Regions from separate parts of the Mus musculus genome. Here all the other regions are linked to region 1. The links are chromatin contacts, called in public HiChIP or PLAC-seq maps. All regions are on one chromosome and are shown on one strand. Each heading gives the region's core, a stretch centred on a gene start, on an enhancer-like site or on the middle of the called end of the contact. The rest is flanking DNA. Distances are from core to core; before and after follow the strand shown. Region 1 has its middle 140 kb from the start of Pax3. Region 2 overlaps Sgpp2 (sphingosine-1-phosphate phosphatase 2). Region 3 overlaps Farsb (phenylalanyl-tRNA synthetase, beta subunit).

Region 1 (2,700 bases), core at 181-2,680:
GATATTAAAAACAAACAAACAAACAAACAAACACAAAAAACGCTCAGAGGATGCGTGGGAGGAAACCCTTCTTTTAAAAGCTCTATTCTGTTGAACACCACCAAGCACCTTTGTTGCAGGTATCCTCAGACCCTGCAAATCTAAAACTCCACGGAAGGAGAAGTCAGGCAGTCTAAACAGTGACATGTGTCTGCTAAGCAGAAGTCGATGTTTGCTGAAATCCAAGCAGAAGTTGACCATTCAAAGCTGGAGAGCCCTAAACTCTTTCAGATTATGGAGCTTTGGTAATCTGATAAATGGATCCCTTGGCAATGTTGTTACTCTTTCTACAGATACAAAGTTGAAACACATAAGATTGTTATGAAAATAATAACAATGAAATACAATAGTGATTAAAACATGTTTTAAAATGTCCACTGTTACTTCTTTATAAGCACAAGAAAAAGAACCATTGTTTTCCAAGGCTTATTAAAGAGTATCGAGTTTCTGCAGAAATTTTACTGGTAAATAAGTCCACTTGAATTGTCTCCTGTCTAGTTTTTGTGTGCATGAGTTTGATCAACTAAGTTGTTTATTAAGTCTTCAAGGAGAATGATATCCATCACACGTTTATTTTTTTTTTATATAGCGACTGCCTGGCAACGCGGTTGGACAGAACAAACTGATATTTTCAGATTGAAAACAAAACAAAACAAAGCAAGACAGAAGCAACTCCCCCAATGACAAACTATAAAATACTAATATTCACATGTTGAATCATTTGAAAGTCTTAGGTTAAAGTCATTTAGGTTTGGAATTTTCCTGTCTCCTCACTCTTCTGAGGGATGAGAAAGTAAGACAAATGACAGCCAGATGTGAGTTCTATGGAACTTTAACATCATTGATTATGACTGGATTGTTTTGCTAAGGTACCTGTTAGGTTATTGTAACATTTCTTTTTTTGAAGATTTATTTATTTTATGTATGTGAGTACATTGTAACTGTCTTCAGACACACCAGAAGAGGGTATTGGATTCCATTACAGATGGCTGTGAGCCACCATTAGTTGCTGGAAATTGAACTCAGAACCTCTGGAAGAGCAGTCAGTGTTCTTAACCTCTGAGTCATCTCTGTAGCCCCTTATTGCTATATCTTTTCTATTCAGACATCTTGCATTTCCTTTAAAGCTGCCAAGACAGAGGACTGACTATTCCTCATGTTTTTCTGGAACCATTTGTTTGTTAGAGAGCCTCTCCTCAGAGGTTTTTAGGAAATCTGGATGGTGGAATGGTCTGCTGTGTACCGAGGAACAAGCATTTAACCCTGAAGGGCTATGTCTAAAGGCTGGGGGGGAAAAGAAGAAAAGAAAAAGCCTTTGATTCCTCAATAGCCACAGCTAAACTTGTGGCAGGATGTTTGAGGCTCCCATGAGGCTGAGTCATTGCTTTGCTGCTGCGTCTACAGAAGTGTTTATCTCGTGACATGCCTGGAGTCAGACACTATGACGTTGGAGCCTCATTCTAGAATGTCTAAATTCATGAGCTTGGGAAAGCAACTGAATTTTGGAAGCTTTAAGGCCTCTTCTGAAGAAAAAATGGCAGCAATATTGACTGGATAGACTTTCCAAGGGAAATTACAGCAGAGAATCCAAGAAATAACCAGTTTGGCACTAAGTGTGAATGGCCTCAAGTGTTGTCACAGAAAATTAGGTAAAGACAGACAATAGGGGATTATTGTCCCAATGAATAAGAGATTTGGAGATAGTGAGGATTTTTGGATTTGGTTGTAAGAGGTTCAAAGGTAAGGAATAACTTAGACCTTTTTTGTAGGGCTCATCTCTGTCATCAGTGGTCCAGAGTTTTTTCTATTCCATACTTCTGCATAGCCCTTCCTCATCCTGGAAAGCCATTCTTGTGTTTATAAAGTTATCTGAGCTGCTTCAAATCTCACATCCTCACACAGCCCCACAGCAAGTTCCTCTTAGGTTTCCTTGGTCAAGATTTAGTTTGTAGACCAAGTTCACTGGAAAGGGGGGGCCAATTAGTAGGATTGGTTTAAATTAATTTGACTCTTGGGCTGGGAGGGGTAACCTGCAAATTCTTTTCAGGAGATGGCTAAGAATGAATAAAATTTGGGTTGTTTTTAGCAGTGGGAAAGGTTTTGGAATTATGATCAACTGGGCTTGCCGTACTATCTTCACATACTGTCTTAAGATAGAGGTGGATGTCAGATATAATAGATATGGTGTAATTCTATCAGTTCATTATTGCGCATAATTTTGGGCAAGCCATTTGACCTCTTGATCATCAGTTTGTGCATATATAAAATGAAGATAAATGTTTTCGCCTATTTCGTAGAGTCATAAGAAGATAATGTAACTGAAAGCCATCTATCAAGTTTTGTTTGGACTTGTGCATAGATTTGATGTATTCAGATGAGCCCTTATGTAGAACACAGTCTTCCAGCCTTTACATTTCAAAGCTGACAATGAAACCACACTTTGCAGCTTCTCATATGACTTTCCAGAGCTTAGAATTTCAGATTACTAGAAAGAGGAGCAAATCTTTTATAAAGGTCACAGGATGATCACAAAAGTCACAGCATGCTTTGGCTCTAAATTTGTAATTTTTTTGTAACAGAAAAAAAAAAACTTAGCAGATGACTGCGGTGGTTGAAATGAGGATGGATGCTCTTTATAGGCTCATGTTTGACTACTTAGAC
Region 2 (2,700 bases), core at 147-2,646, 330 kb before region 1:
TTCCTCCCTCTCTTTCTCCAGTCCACCTTCCTGAGGTAGTCTTCCTGTCTCCCTCCCTCTCTCCGTTTATGCAGGAACCCAGGACCCCTTTCTGGCAGGAGACTCTCCTGCACAGGTCAGTGTGCACTTAGTTAGAAGGCCTTAGTTACCAGCCTTCTCATCTTAACTATGGCAACAGAATCTATGGTCGCCAGGGCTTGGCTTAGCTTCTGGTGGATGGAGTCGTCTCACCTTGGGATGGAATTCTTAAGAAGGACTATTTCAAAAGTACTTGGACTAGCCAGCTGATTGCCAGGAATTTCCACACAGGGATGCTTTCTCTCCACACTTCAAGTGGCAGGTTAATTTGGCATTGTATCCTCCCCAGGGAGGCACAGTGCCTGGGTTAAAACCCTGCAGAGGCTATCTTGCACAGCAGGACAAATCCCCAGGCTGTAAAGCCTCATTGACAGCCGCTGAATTCCATCCCTGTGATTTCCAATGGACTTTGAAACACAGCCTCTTTACCATCCCTGATTACCAAAATGAGTCTCCTGGAGCCACTCTTTTTATGTCTCCACCTCCCTCCCAGGAACCTGTAAAACCTCATCCAGCTCTTAGATGGGGCATGTAGAACACTACCGACTACCAAGAATTTCTCAGAAGCTGCTAAAAACATTTCACCTCTGCCCCTTCCTCACCACCAAAGTAAACAAAATGTCACAGTCATAGATGACAAATTCAATCAAAATACTGAAAATTCACAGCCCTGAAGCCTTAAAATCGTAACATCAAGAGAGATTGGGTAACGCTTGAACCAAATCTAATTTTCTTGAAGTTTACAAGTCTCTTTGACTACATTTTTATTCTCCCTTCTATGCTCAAAGGATGTTTAGAATTAGGACAATTCTTCAGGTCCCTTAAAAACACTGCCACACCTACACATTGTTTCCAACTTAAAAAAAATCCAAATGAAAATGGATACATAAGTAGCTCTCTTTAAGCAAGAGAAAACAGTCCTGAAATCTTCAAGGCAGAGGTAAAGAATTGGCTCACAGTATGGTGCTCTGTCTCTGCTAGTGCTGCTCAGGACAGCCAAGCGAGGGTGTGCCAACCTTGTATCAGCTCCGTGGCCTTGAGTAGGGAAATGGGCTGCACAGAGTCTGGTTAAACACAAGAAAACATTCAACAGGAAGTTATTCACAGAGCTCTGTGGGGTGCATGCTTTAGTTTGGATCCTAATGGGAGTCACTGCGACCTTTAGGTGGGCCACCAGCTTGTTTTTCCTTTCTCTTTGCTTCCGGGCCACCATGAGGCAAGCAGCTTCCTCTACCAGCATCTGCTACCTCACCCACCACAAGGCCTAAACACAGGGCGTATAGATTTCAAGCTTTCACAGCTGTGAGTCAGAATGACTATTTCTTTTGTCTAAGTTGCTTATCTCAGACATTTTGTTACAAAGCTGACTCAAACAGTTGCATGTAGGAAGGCACTTGGGTCCAAAGACCCTGGGGCTGAGTATTAAGGGAAAATGGCTTAATTAAGAGGAGTGAAGGGAAAGAGGTGCTCTGGTCGCAAGAACAACATGAGCAGAAGCTTCGATAAATGAGAATGGGGAGTGGCATACAACTTACTAGGAGACTCGAACCTTTGGAGTTGCACAAATGAGGTACAGTGGCATACATCCTCTAAAATGACTAAGACAAATGGAACCAACCACATCAGGCAGTGGCAAGGATAGAGTTCTGGAGCTCTCTTAGGCACTGAGAATGCACAGCCACTCTGGAAAAGTATGGCAGTTCCTAACGATGTTAAGAGTATTCTAGTCATGTGATCCAGCCATGCCACCCTAGACATTCACTCACAGCAAAGGAAAGCATGGGCCACACAGTTCTGCCTATGGATGTTCACTGCAGGGTTTGTTGGTTTGTTAATAGTCCCAAGCTGGAAACAGCTCAACTCCCATCAGAAGGGGACTAAAATGTGTTGTCATCAGTCAGTTGAATGCTACTATGAAACAACAAGAACCCTGAGCTGCTGACATACGTTTAAATAGAGACAAAGCTAAGAACGATACTGCAGAATGAAGCATCACAGAAAGTGAATGGCACAGCTAAATGCTTCTAAATTCATATAAAATTCTTAAAAATGTGAGCTACCTCACAGTGAGAGAAAGTGAATATTTATTTGCTAGGAAGGGGAGAAGCCACAAAGGAATATGAGGAGGTAGGGGGCATGTGCACACAGACACACACACACACACACACACACACACACACACACACACACAGTACTGCAGGTGTCCACAGAGTCCAGAAGAGGGTGTATGATCTCCTGGGGCTGGAGTTGCAGATGGTTCTGAGCTGCCAAGTATGGGGGTTTGGGAACTGAATAGAACAAATAGAGGTTATAGGTTTGACAGAATTGAGAAAAAAGGATGGGTCTGAGATGTCAAGTGTTCAACACCATATGCCACTGATTATATAGTAACACAGCAATGTACATATTGGAGTGGTAAAGTGCAGAAACCTGACAATGCCACATGCTGGTGGGGTTTCAGAGTAAAAGAAACACCCATTCATCAGTAGCTGGAAAGCAAAATTGTAAGATCACTTCCAAAGATGATTTAAAAACATTCTTTTACAAAGTTAGACATATTCTTATCATAAGCTGGGGATCATACTAGGCATTTATACAAGTGAGTTGGAAAAATTTATATAT
Region 3 (2,700 bases), core at 46-2,545, 390 kb before region 1:
ATAGAGGGATTTTCCAATTAATAATGAGATTTCCCAAATCTCTTTAGTGAGCAGTCCCAAAATTATGGGGTTCAAAAAAATGGTGATGTGTGGCAAGCAGGAACCAGGTGGTCTAGTTAACCACAGTGATAGAAAACTAGAAAGGACTGTAAGTCTAAGAGGGCACCTGCCACATCTACATGTAGAGCTGTGTTCAGATTCTCAGCACCCATGTGAGAAACCAAGCCTGGCAGCATGTGCCTGTCTTACCAAGACCAGGGAGGCAGGGGCTGGCAGAACCCTGGGGCTCACTGGCCACCCCGTGTATCCATGTTCCATGTGGAGAGAATGTGCAAAGTACCCTGGGAATGCAGAGAATGGACCTAGGACTGCCAGTAACTCATTCTGTAATGCCGAGAAAATCCTAGCACCCCTGAGCCTCATATGAGTGTCTGTTTGGCAAACATAGCTTCCAAAATGAAGACAAGAATGGAATCTAAATTTCTTTCTTTTCCTGTCTGACCCAAGTTTTTCTGAAAGCAAGCAAAAGACTACTCCCATTTCCCTGCTTGACCTAATCAGACATTTTACTCTAACGAGCACTGCTCTCACTGGCCATCGTGATGAATGAGGCTGTCAGGCTGGCAGTTTTGAAACCAAGTCAGGCACACTTTTCAGGCATTAAGACTTCACTGTAAATCAGGCACGTTTGGCTTGTGTGAGGCTGAGCAGCCACTGCATTTGCTGAGCCTCAAGCTCCGAAGCTGCTGTAACACTTTTAACAATTAGTCATGACTCAGGGGCCTGAGCTGATTTACCCCTTTTGGTGGACAGAGTGGCATGTGTTTTTGGAACAAGAAACTGAGTACAGACTCTGCCCTAGGGTAAGTTTTTAGTTTTGTAGCAGGGAGGGTAGCTGTGGCGAGCATGCAAGGCTGCTGTGAAAGTTACTGGCTGCTTTCAGATGTTAATCGTCATTCACTTCAATGTCAGGAATGACCAAACCGTAAACAAAATATTTTTAAAAGCCAGGAAAACTGCAGGGATGAGCAAAAGGCTGCCTGTCTGGAAAAGCTAGCACAGTTTGCACAATCAGGCCTTCCCACGGTTTAAACACAGTTGAGTCCTGTAGTCACAGTTCCTCCCTCAGTGCTGTGGAAGCTGCCACTATGCCTCGAATCTCACTGAAATGCAAGAAAGCGGATCTCTGGGTCGAGGATGAGCAGGTCTAAAAGGAACAGGAACTTAAGGATGTGGGTGAGCTTGGCTTGCTCTGTAAAGGGGTTGGGGGCTTACGTCATTAGGAGCAGATCAGCATAACCCGCTCATCCAAGGAGCAGCCTCACGTGCATGGTTTCAGACGGTTTGGACTTGGTCACTGCTGTACTAAGTGCACTGGGTTCGAGCTCTCACATAAGCTCTAGACAGCCTCCCTTTCTTCTCGAAGCTCAGCTACTCTGAGCTTTTGACTCCCTCAGACCTTGCTCCATCTTCCAGAGCGGCTCCTGCTTTGAACTCCATTTTCCCTGCCTCCAGGTTACAGAGAAATGGTTCCCAAACACTCACCTTGTCCCAGACGCCTCTGTAAGCGAGAAGACGGTCTGTTTCTTTTTACCCTTCTTAAGTGCATGTGGAAATAAGGAATTTATGTTTTAAGCCTTTAATTGCAAGGTCTGTTTCAGAGTTGTATTTCTTCTTCCTCCCTCCAGCATCATGGCCACCACACACCGTAACGGTTGGTCTTCGTGTGGGTTGTTCCTCAGCATACTATCCGTACACACATGCACACATGCGATGTCAGTGCTTATCTGCCACGGGTTACGGAACATTAAACACGGGCACGCATAAGACTATGGCGTCAGTCTCTAGCTGACAGAAAGTAGACATGGATGAGTGAAAGAAGGGTCCAGTCTTCATAAGTTTTGGTATGAAACTTACGTGTTCGATGACGGCTAAAGAAGAAGATTTTATTATAGGTTTGTGAATACCTATCTTCTGAGATACTGTCCATCAATTCTGGAGCCTCAGATAATAGAAGATTATCCAGCATCCACATGTGGAATGCGGCTTTCTGAAGAGGGCTTATGTCATCAGTCTGGATTAATTTAATTTCACCATTTCATATTTTTTGGCATGTAGAATTTCCAATTAATAATTCAAAAAACATGGGTGTAAGGAGACTGACGTTAACAGTTTTTGAAGTAGCATCCTTCTCATATGAGATGGCATCTTAGCTGAGTAAATATATCATTTTTAATATAGAAAGTTATTTTTGTGTGCTTGGTTCCACAAAGTTAAGATCTGCTAACGTGAGTATAATGTGCCTTGTCATGCATCCAGTGCTGTATTTTTTTTTAATAGATAAAAATCCATTCCAGGTTTCTGTTAACAACATAGAAGCCAACCCTCAGGAATATAAATTTCCCCTGGATGCATTGAGCATTTTAGAGATTTCTTTTCACATTTGTTTCTTGGCTTCTCAGCATCATTTTAAAATAAAAGTGTATACTTTGGTGCTGCCATATAAAAGCATTTTAGGAAAGTTTTTGCTGGATTTTTTTTTTTGTTCCTTACAATTGAACATATATTTTTAATATTCTTAAGCTTTCATGAATATGTTTTATTGATTTAGGAATTTTGTTCTTCTGTTTAATTAAAAAAATAAGATCTACAACTTGTCAGACATTCCACATCTAGAATTAATTCACTGCCTGTCCTTGC

The links. HiChIP or PLAC-seq counts read pairs in DNA pulled down with a chosen protein or histone mark.
Region 2: an H3K27ac HiChIP or PLAC-seq map of the NIH/3T3 cell line shows a contact between it and region 1, with 3 times the contacts expected there. The contact joins two enhancer-like sites. A contact is called at or near these places in 1 of 115 datasets of contacts at active chromatin or transcription factors (the NIH/3T3 cell line) and 1 of 9 other capture datasets (embryonic tail).
Region 3: a contact with region 1 is called in an H3K27ac HiChIP or PLAC-seq map of embryonic fibroblasts, with 3 times the contacts expected there. The contact joins two enhancer-like sites. A contact is called at or near these places in 2 of 115 datasets of contacts at active chromatin or transcription factors (cardiomyocytes and embryonic fibroblasts) and 1 of 9 other capture datasets (embryonic tail).

What each region holds. Positions count from the first base shown.
Region 1 is chr1:78,056,806-78,059,505 of GRCm38.p6, reverse strand. No RefSeq gene overlaps it. Among named protein-coding and RNA genes, the nearest start is that of Pax3, 140 kb to the left of the region's middle. RefSeq lists an enhancer at 1-103. Within about 2 kb of position 1,430, at least 46 of the 459 cell types and tissues checked have an H3K27ac peak or open chromatin away from gene starts, as enhancers often do. A contact at or near this core is called in the NIH/3T3 cell line and embryonic fibroblasts, where this site is marked.
Region 2 is chr1:78,386,712-78,389,411 of GRCm38.p6, reverse strand. All of the region lies in intron 2 of Sgpp2 (sphingosine-1-phosphate phosphatase 2), which reads right to left. Among named protein-coding and RNA genes, the nearest start is that of Gm51634, 31 kb to the right of the region's middle. Within about 2 kb of position 1,396, at least 33 of the 459 cell types and tissues checked have an H3K27ac peak or open chromatin away from gene starts, as enhancers often do. A contact at or near this core is called in the NIH/3T3 cell line, where this site is marked.
Region 3 is chr1:78,449,661-78,452,360 of GRCm38.p6, reverse strand. The region is part of intron 15 of Farsb (phenylalanyl-tRNA synthetase, beta subunit); the gene reads left to right. Among named protein-coding and RNA genes, the nearest start is that of Farsb, 38 kb to the left of the region's middle. Within about 2 kb of position 1,295, at least 22 of the 459 cell types and tissues checked have an H3K27ac peak or open chromatin away from gene starts, as enhancers often do. A contact at or near this core is called in embryonic fibroblasts, where this site is marked.